Regions from separate parts of the Mus musculus genome. Here region 1 is linked to region 2. Evidence: chromatin contacts called from public Hi-C data. All regions are on one chromosome and are shown on one strand. The core of a region is the stretch at or near the end of the contact, and the rest is flanking DNA. Distances in the headings are between cores, read along the strand shown. Region 1 overlaps Arhgef6 (Rac/Cdc42 guanine nucleotide exchange factor (GEF) 6). Region 2 has its middle 33 kb from the start of Gm14718.

Region 1 (4,911 bases), core at 450-2,949, 71 kb before region 2:
GCTTGTTGAGCATGCACAAAGCCCAAAGTTTGATCCCTAGCATGATATAAACCAGGCATGGTGGCATGTGCCTCTAATCCCTGCTTGGAAGGTGGAGGTAGGAAGATCAGAATTTCAACTCATCCTCAGCTACATAACAAGTTAGCTGTAACCCTGGACTGTATGAGACTCTGATATGATATAATAAATTATAATATAATATAATGTAATATAATATAATATATTAAAATTATATCTTTGCTAAACTTCAACTCCTGAAGCTCCAACCCCACTGTTACCTAAACTTATTAGTGGAACATTGCCATCTGAGTATTTAAAGACTGAGTTGGGGAGATGATAAGTGATATCTGGCTGGTTGAAAAGATGGGTGGGGTCAACAGGAAAAGACTCTTAAAGAAGGCAAGTCTTGAAATTTAATTGATAGAAAGACTTTGGTGTCCTGGATGAGAGTTAGAGCAAAACCAAGCCCACTGCCATCATTTTAGCCTTCAAGAGATTATTAATAAAACCCTTACTGCTTTAGAGTTCTGAACTTCAAAGCAACATTCCTTCCCCTGGGTAATGACCCCAGAACTCTTGGGGTTATTCTTGATAGCATTCTTTTGCCTCGTGGGGCTTGAACAAATTTCTACCTGCCTTTCAGAAACACTGCGAACCCTTGGCAGTGATGGGCACAACACATCATTTTGAGTGTTTGGGGTCATATATGTAGCAAAAGTTATTACTGATTAAATTTGACAGGTACTGCTGCCCTGGAAGAGGATGCTCAGATTCTTAAGGTGATCGAAGCTTATTGCACCAGCGCCAGTTTTCAACAAGGTAATGGCTCAATTAGAATTCGCCACACTGCTTTTGCTAATGAATGGGGTTTTATTGTTTAGTGCTCACTGTCTCTTAGAAGGAAAAAAAAACCTTCAATAAGATGGGGTTTGGGTTTGCAGGGTATGAAAAGCATGTGACTCAATGCAGAGCAGAAGTGCAGGACTGAATCTTTCAGATAAGGTGCTTTAGTTACTGGGTGGTTTGCTTATGAACTGTTGCTTTTCACCCAGAGAGAAAGAGATGCAAGAGGGAAAATGTTAGAGGTGATAGAAATGAGAAAAAAAATTTTTTTAAAGTCACTCTCTTTTGATCTACACAGATACCTCCACCAGCACTAGTTAGGAATTAAAGAGCCCAGAGAGTTCCTGTGTCTGCAAACTGATGCTAATCTCGTCTTATAGGCAGAATAGGAAAGGAAGTCAGAATACTATCTCTCATCAGCTATGTATTGAAGTGAGCGATGCTTCATCAGACTTGGGTTTCAAAGTTGCTCTGAAAATCCGAAAAATGTAGCTACACAGCTGAGACTTCACAATGTATAAAATGTCTCAAGGAGCTGTGAGATTTGGGCATTTGCCTAAACAGCTTTTAGGTTATACCCTTGAAAGCTGGGTGATGCCTTTTGACAAACCCTTGTGCTCTTCGCACTCTAGGTCACATAGATTATATATTTCGTTTTCTCTCATCTCAGACTTTACGCCATTACTGAACTGGCCCCTTTAGAGAGTTTTTCTCATCTGCATAGGGAATGAACATCCCCTGGTGCTGTAGTATTCACAGCTGCTGACCAGCTGCTTACTCGGAATGAGAGGGATTTCATAAGAGACTGCCTTAACACAAAGTAACACATCTCACAGGCTGTCACAAAAGGAAAGCATTTGATGTGGAAATCAATACATTTCACTGTGAACAGGGACAGTGTACCACAGATGCAACCTGGCTGCACTTCTGGCATGCTCGGTTCTAATAAGTTTTGATGAGCTGGGGGAGGAGAGTGAGAGAAGTTTTTATTGTGAAAGGTAGGGTGGAAATGGGGACGAGGAGACACCAGAGCATCCCTCATACAAAATCTGACCTTACCTCACCTCTGAGCCACTTGTTTTTCTACTTTGGTGTCTAGCCCTGTACTCAGAGGTAAAAGCTCAGGCATGTGATCTGCCCTAAGAAAAAGAGCAGTTTTGTTCCTCCTTCTTACATTCCCTTGGACATGTAGGAAGTATCCCGCTTGACACTCAGATGTGGCCAACATTTCAGCAGCATCATGGGCCAGTCTAATGTCCTGTTTCCCTAGAAATGACTGCTCTTGGCTTTCTTTTATCCATCCATTTATCTTCTGCATACTGATGAAGGGCCATTCTCCGAACACAGAAAGGGAAACACATCTTCCCTCTGGGGAAATGGAAGTGGTCAAGGAAAGCAGTGAATGTATACCTCTGTGCAGGATACTCTTCCAAAACAGTGACCTAGACAGTGGCTTAGACAGACCAAAGATTATGTCTCTGAACCCAGAGAGGAAGGATCTAGATTGCCAGGCTGGAGAGGCAGTGTGGGCAGAGAGAAGTGAAGAAACCTGAGTTTTGTTGCTGAGATAATCTCCCATCTCCACTGTACCCACCACCAAAATAGCTTTAGGCTGCTCTGCATTTCCTAGAGGACCATGGAAGGAACGAGTGCTGCTTCTGCAGCCCGTTTTGCCGTGTTGTACCCCAGAGCAGTGCTGCCTCTCAGCCCGATCTTCACTGAAATTAAAGAATTCCCAGTGATCATGGGATGTGCTGTGTGACTCTTGGAGGCATGCAGAGACTGGGTGATCAGTGATGAGCTCTTTGCTCTGGGAAAGGGAAAACAGAAAAGTCTGGGACTCCTACCACATCAGTTCCCCTTCTTGAAGACAAAATAAGGTCATTTGGTCATTTAGAGTCCCCTATCGGGAAGTGTAAAAGTGGCATGCTTGCCCTTTGAGTACAAGGGCATGAAGAATGTCTCTGCTGTAACTACAATAGAAAGGAACAAATACCTAGGTCTGCCTCTGATAACTCCCTACCCCATCTTACATGATCGTGATCATCACTTACAGGTACTCGTAAAGATTCTGTTCCACAAGTTCTACTCCCCGAGGAAGAGAAACTCATTATTGAAGAAACCAGAAGTAATGGGCAGACCATCATTGAAGAGAAGTGAGTAGAGAATGTTGCTTTCTTGACATGTCTGGGGCCTAAAGTAGGCATGACATCCTGTCTTAGGGCTTCTGTTGCTATAATAAAACACTATAACCATGAACAAGTTGGAGGAAGAAACTGTTTATCTCAGCTTACAACTCTCAGGTCACTCTCCAACGTCTAGGGAAGCCAGGGCAGGAACTCAAACAAGGGTGGAACTTGGAGGTAGGAGCTGATGCAAAGGCCGTGGAGGGATGCTGCACATACATAGTCCTGCTCAAGAGAACAGGCTAGAGTCCAAGTTCTTCTCTCAATTTGCTGTGTATTGTCAGGGTTATTGCCTGGGCTATTGTTAGTGTCACCCTGGGCTAGCTCTTCCACCTCTCTGAATTTGTTTTCCTCATCTGTAAAATGTGAGTGATGGAGATACTTTCTGTGTTATTTTTTGATCACAAAATGTTTTATAACCTTTATAAAGGTTAGCACTCAAAAATGTATGCCCATCTATAGTAATTATTGTTATTAAGAACATTATTATTGATATAGTAGTCATCATTAGCCTTGTGAAGGCTGCAAGGGATGTAGTATTATCCTTATTTCATATATAAAGTAAGTAGTAGCCATGACAAGACAAAAAGAAAACTGGTTACACATGTTCAAAATGACAGTAAGTGACAGAATAAAAACGAAAACCTAGGGCCTAGAGAGATGATTCAGTAGTTAAGAGCACCAGCTGATCTTTCAGAGGACCCTGGTTAAATTCACAAGACACAGGTAGGGCACCTAGCTCACACTGCTTGAAATTCCAGTTCTAGGTGATCTGGCGCCCTCTTCTGGCCTCCTTGAGTACCTGCATTCACATGCACATAAACGCACACATCAAACATAAAAATTAATCTTAAAAAAAAATCCCCAACTAAAATCTGATCTGAAAGTTCCTTGATTTGGAAGAAATCGAGAAACAAGGAATGCCACCACTAACCAGGGAACTTCATCATCATTTTTTAAAAATTATTATTTTTTTAATGTCCTAATTCTCTGTTATGAAAGGTTAGCTAAATAAAGAGTAATACCATAGCATGGCTATTGTAGCATATATAGGGTCTTGTGATAGCATAGCTTTAATTATATTGTAAGTAATATTTACCCCTACTCTAAAGCTGCAGCAATAAAACCAAAGGATGAGACTCTTTTAAAAATTGAACTCATAGGAGCAGAATAGACCAGAAGCTTGGAGGGGGTAGAAGAAATAGGTGATGGTGATAAAAAAAAAGTTTAATGTTCATTTGTATAGGGTGATAGGTAAGTTTTAGTCTATCTAACAGTGACTATAATTAATAGCAATATATATTGGTTTTTCAAGACAGGGTTTCTCTGTATCGCCCTACTGTCCTGGATCTCACTCTCTAGACCAGGCTGGCCTTGAACTCAGAAATCCATCTGCCTCTGCCTCCCAAGTGCTGAGATTAAAGGCGTGCGCCACTATGCCCGGCTTTTTTTTTTATAGCAATATTTTTTTAAACTTGAAATTTACTAAGAGCATTGACCTCCTGTGTTCCCAATACTCTCTCTCTCTCTCTCTCTCTCTCTCTCTCTCTCTCTCTCTCTCTCACACACACACACACACACACACACACACACACACACACACAAATTGTAGCTATAAATACATGTGGTGATGGTTGTGATAATAATTTCATTTATGACATAATTTCATAAGACAAACACACCAAAGCTGTATACTTTAAATATTATACTTTAAATATATCATTTCAAATTTGTCTACCATGTCCTCAAATTGAAAAAGAAAACACATTTCATTGTTGCAATCTGTTATGTTCTGGTCACATGAGCTGGGACTGAGAAGTGAACTGTGCAGTATAGAAATGATGCTGTAACATGGTGTTGAAATGAGCATATGTGATGAGAG
Region 2 (5,127 bases), core at 1,681-4,180:
GCGTGCAACCATCACCATTATTAATTCTAAAGCATATTCTTGAAACCATAGACCCTTTACCTATCACCCTGCTCTAAATCTTCCAAACAAACCACTAATCTTGTATCTCTGTAGATTTCTCTAGCTTTAATTTTCATATGAAAAGAGTCATATATCATGTGGGATGTTGTGTCTGGCTGTTTTGCTTCCTAACATAACGCTTCAAGGCCCATCCACGCCACAATAGCTATCAGTGCTTCATTCCTTTTTATGGGTGAATGATACTCCATTGTATGGACATACCATGTATCATTTCAATAAAGGGATTCAATAGAACCTATGGGGAATGGTGAGCAGGAACTAGGACAGTTTTCAGCAGGAGGGTGGGATTGAATTTAAGACCTGTTCATCAATTCTAGAAGTCCTGAAGACAGGTTACAGAAACATCATGGAGGATTGCCATGGCTTTTTAGGTAAAATGGAGCCCTTTGGCATAAGGTTTTTGGTGTTAATGTTTTCCTCAAATTTATTTTTCCCCTGTGGTTGTTTCACCTTAAATACACCTCCTCTCAGAATATTCCCCACATCGTCCTCCCAATGTCTTTTCCCTTTAAATGAAAACTACTGAATACAATTTGTGCTGCCTATACATGGGTGTTGGGCTATCTACTGAAGCTTGACCAACGTACCTGAACATGACCCTCTGTACCCATAAAAACCTCACTATCCGTCTCCCAGTACCAAGCAACTGCCTGCAGCTCCTCATCTAGGGATGGCGCCTCCTGAGCCCCTTTCCTATTCATGCTGGAATGCTGACTGGATTAATCTTGTCCCTGTCTTGTGTAGGCAACCACAGCTAATGTGGGTTCTTATGTGCAAGGATTCTGTCATGTGCAGAAGACACTATTATGTAGTAGTCCTATCCAACCTCCAGCCCATACTGTCTTTTTGTACCTGCTTCTGTGATGCTCTGAGCCTTGACAGGGAGGAGCTGTGTACTCAAGTATCTGTTCTTTGGCCGGATGATGGGCAAGAGTTTTTAACAGACCAGTTTTCAGGCTTAGTGTACTAGACATGCTGATCATTTGCCTGCCTACTGCCCTTAGGCCCCTAAATGGCTCCAGAATGCCAATTCTTTCTCTGTGCTTTCTGATGACTGCTGAATTGGCAGGCATTGGATGCAATCATGTCCCCTTTCTTAAACAGATTAATTCCCTATGTAGAATTCTTGAAGCCTGGTTTTAAAATAAATGGTGATCTTAAACGATTAGGTTCCTCTTCTTAGCATATGGAAATCTCAGAGTCTGAACCCTCAGATTCACCAGATCTGGCTAAAGTGGAATGAAAAGGCATATTTGCAGCAAGTTGTATGAGAGGCCACATAATAAGGGCAAAAGTTCTGAGGTATCTAGTAAGTAAAAAGGAAAGAATACAATAGATATACAGAAAGAAACTGAGATGGAGGACAAGATTTGGTCTTCTGGAGAGAAAGCCAGGAATGGTAACTGTATTGTTCTGGGTGCTTAAGAATGCTATAGGATGCGATCTTCATTTTATCTGTGTCTCCATGATGCTTTGACACATTTTTACCAAACCAGTTTTAATGGGTCTCTTGCTTGCATTCCAAGAGACCTCGATGGAGGAATGTGCACGAAAGATACTAAGTTGAGTGTTTAGAGTGGAGTGGAGGAGGAAAGTTGGGATAGCAGATGTTTGTTAGGATGCTGAGCATTGGCTCTTTAGCACTGAGGCAATCTTTCAGCCTCAGGGTGGTGGGAGGAGATTGTGCCTGGTATCTGGCAGGGTAAAGTACAAAGGAACATAGGCTTTATGAGAGCTTCCTGCCCTGAGACAGATGTATATTCACACCGGTGTAGGCACATGTGTATGTGTCTCTATGTGGCCTATGGATGTAGAGGGAATGGGTTGGCAAGGGGGAGAAACTTGAAGAAAATCCCAATCTTGGGCAGGATATGCAGTACATTCTTACACCAGAGTAGTGTAAGGGATAGTGTGGCTTAACTGTTGATGAGTTCATTCTTAGAGCTACATCTTTCAAAAGCATCATAGAACAAAGTCACTCTGCTTCAACATGTCTCTCATGATAACAGCTGTAAGGAAGTTACAATAAAAGCTTGGAGGAGGGATAGGGTATCTTAAAATTGTATTTCTAGAATTTTCTTCTTCAAATATATATCTATAGAGATGTGCAGACTGGAGCCATGAAACTTGCAAGGCATCAAATACATTGCTCTCAAATGTCTCAGTGTCCTAAAGCAAGGTACCCTGGTAGCCCACTGACATTGGAGAATGTGTGTATATAATAATGCTATCCCCAAACTGGCACCCTCTTGAGTAAGCAATGTAATATAAACTCTATAATCTAACCAATGGGTGGGCTCCTATCTATGGGATCTGCACTTGACACCCATTTAGGTGTGGAGGTGATATAATGAGTGTGTACATCTGTGTAAAAATGAAATCAATACAGATTTTTGTGAATCAGATATACTTCAATAAAGCTGTAGAAAAACTTTATTAACTTATAAGTTTTGGTTTGGTTTGGATTTTGAGACAGGGTCTTACTAAACTTAAAGTTACTTATAGCCCAGCCTGACATTGATTGCTTAATCCTCTTACTTCAGAATCCTCAGTATTGAGATTACAGTTGTATGCTTATTTTTTTTCTTGCATCTTACCAGTTCTTGCTATGGAGAATATCTCTCTCTCTCTCTCTCTCTCTCTCTCTCTCTCTCTCTCTCTCTCTCTCTCTCACACACACACACACACACACACACACCCCACAGTACCTTTAAAAACCTATGATAAGCCTACACCCAGGGGCCCATTGGTAGCAGCTGGTCACATAGCACTGTTAATTGGAACCCTTTCTATTTAACAGATTCATGTCAGTCTTCCTGGCCTTCTAGTCATGCCAGGCTAGCATGCCCGTGGGCTCCTGATGTACACCAATCTGGCAGAGAGAAGTAGAGCATTGAAACAATCCTGCCACCTGCTGCCCAAAATGCTTTCCTAATCTTTTGGCATTTTTTCAAACTCTTTTTGTTTTAAAATGCTTCTGTTGGTCTTTACTTTATAGTTATAAAAGTAACCTGCCTTGCTATAAAAGTGTAAACAATGAACCAAGCATTGTTCTGCATACCCATACTTCCATCACTTGGACAGTGGAGGCATGAGGGCAGGAGCTCAAGGCCGGTCTCAGAATCACAGAGATTTTGGGGTCAGCCTGAGCTACATGAGATTCTGTGCTTAAAAAAAATAAAATAAAAATGCATGGGCAGAAGAGACAGCTCAGTTGATAGCCATTGTTTTACAAGCATGAGAGTGCGAGTTCCCTCGCTGGGACCACATAACAAAGTCCAAGTGCCAAAGAAGTAGAGCTAGGTCCATCTTGTTAACAGGCATGCTAGCCAGTCACCCTTAAGAAGTGAGTCAACAAGAGGCCTCATCTCAAAGGATGTAGACAACATTCCTGAGGATGGCACCTGAGGTTGTTCTCTGGCTTCCATACATCTTTTCACTGGCACCCATATGCACACAAATATGCATGCTCATGTGCATATACATGCATAGGTGATTTTAAAATAAAAGCAATAAAAATAAAAGTCTATCAAGTCAAACATCAATGTGCTCATCCTGAAATCTCAACCTCCAGTGGTACCGACTGTGGCCAGTTTACTGGATATCCTTATAGATCTCCTTGTTTGGATAAGTACCTAGAGGGTCCCTTCTCCAGTCATTTCCTCATTTGTGGGGCGACCCCTGGGTGCTAAGCTAGTTCGCTAGTAGGGATACAGCTATGAACAAAACACCATTACTTCCTTTTCTGAGTTTACAACATAGTGCAAGGAAAGAGAAACCTTAAGACACAGAGGACTCCACAATATAGCATCATGATGATGATGATGGTGATGATGGACAGACAATATTACATGGTAAGAGAGAGCTGGGGAGTGCTGGCAAGAAAGAAAGGGGACTGCTATTTTATAGATTAAAAGAAGGACTCACGGAGAAGTTGACATTTTAGTAGACCCCTAGAGAGTCATATTAAGTATTCCCAAAAGGTAAGGGAATAATTTATGTGGCTCTCTAGGGCAACTGCAAAGGCCTTTGGTAGAAGCATAACTTGAAACCTATCAGAAACCTTATGGTACTGAAGTAGACTGAGTAGACAGGGAAAACAAGACAAGTTCATACAGTTTATTGGAGTTCATATAGGGAGTATATGATGTACTTTCTAACCCCCCATGGAAGGTGGGGCACCTTCTGTCTTGCTGTTACCCATGGCATGGTTCTATAAGTAGACCCTAAACACACCACACTTAGTACAGTTCTGTGTTGCCTGCCTCTTTGTTTGGTCTCACAGCTGCTCACACGTGGGAATCAAGCACTTCCAAAAGCATAGGTATGCATAAGACTGAAGGGCAAGGAGAAGGCCCAGCTTCTCTGGGTGTAACAATAATAAGAGTTTTAAAGTCCTTTAAGACGGGGCGGTAGCAGCCACCCAGTGGAGGAGAGGAAGGGCATGGTCTAACTTAATGTTTTGAAGGACCTCCTGTGTTGAGAATAGGTTGCAAGAGTCAAATAGGAGCAGAGATGGAATGTGGACGTGTCGGTCCAGGCCACTTCTTTTCAAGGAGGAACCAGTTAAGGATGCAAAAGCTTGATCAATGACATAGGAAAAACACTGGGAGGAGATGTTGGCTTGGGAAAGAAGGATCCACTCTGTCAAATGCTGCTGGTGGCAAAAAAAAAAGGATGTCCAAAAATTGGCTATTGGACTTGGAGATGAGAAAGATGGATGCCCTTGGGGCACTTGGTAGGGAGTATGTGAGAATCCTTGATGCAGCAGGTTTATGAGAGAATCCTGGTAGAAAACATGAGACACTGTGAACAACAGGAAAAGACAAAGAATCTAGAAGGAGGGGGAAGCCCAGCAAGAAACCCAGCCATAGAGCAATTCCTCCCAAAACGTTGTTCGTAAAGGGCCAGGAGTGGAGTAAGGAAAAACAAACAAAAAGAACAGGCCGCTAACTGCCATGATTAAACTCATTATTTTGCATGTTATCAAAAAATAGCTTTTTAAAAAGTGTTGTGGGATATATTGGCAAATGTGAACTCTTGGTA

Evidence for each region. Hi-C and Micro-C count contacts between places; a contact is called where the count stands out from the background.
Region 1: a Hi-C map of Th2 cells shows a contact between it and region 2, with 2.5 times the contacts expected there. The contact joins two enhancer-like sites. A contact is called at or near these places in 1 of 15 datasets of contacts at CTCF or cohesin (liver), 16 of 484 Hi-C or Micro-C datasets (B cells, CD4 T cells, ECoMG myeloid progenitors and 10 more), 2 of 115 datasets of contacts at active chromatin or transcription factors (T-cell acute lymphoblastic leukemia and Th17 cells) and 3 of 9 other capture datasets (adipose tissue, liver and pancreatic islet).

What each region holds. Positions count from the first base shown.
Region 1 is chrX:57,235,074-57,239,984 of GRCm38.p6, reverse strand. It overlaps Arhgef6 (Rac/Cdc42 guanine nucleotide exchange factor (GEF) 6), which reads left to right. Exons shown (of 22, transcript NM_152801.2): 19 at 742-819; 20 at 2,900-2,999. Among named protein-coding and RNA genes, the nearest start is that of Cd40lg, 25 kb to the right of the region's middle. Within about 2 kb of position 1,699, at least 9 of the 459 cell types and tissues checked have an H3K27ac peak or open chromatin away from gene starts, as enhancers often do. A contact at or near this core is called in T follicular helper cells and Th2 cells, where this site is marked.
Region 2 is chrX:57,164,599-57,169,725 of GRCm38.p6, reverse strand. No RefSeq gene overlaps it. Among named protein-coding and RNA genes, the nearest start is that of Gm14718, 33 kb to the left of the region's middle. Within about 2 kb of position 2,930, at least 4 of the 459 cell types and tissues checked have an H3K27ac peak or open chromatin away from gene starts, as enhancers often do. A contact at or near this core is called in T follicular helper cells and Th2 cells, where this site is marked.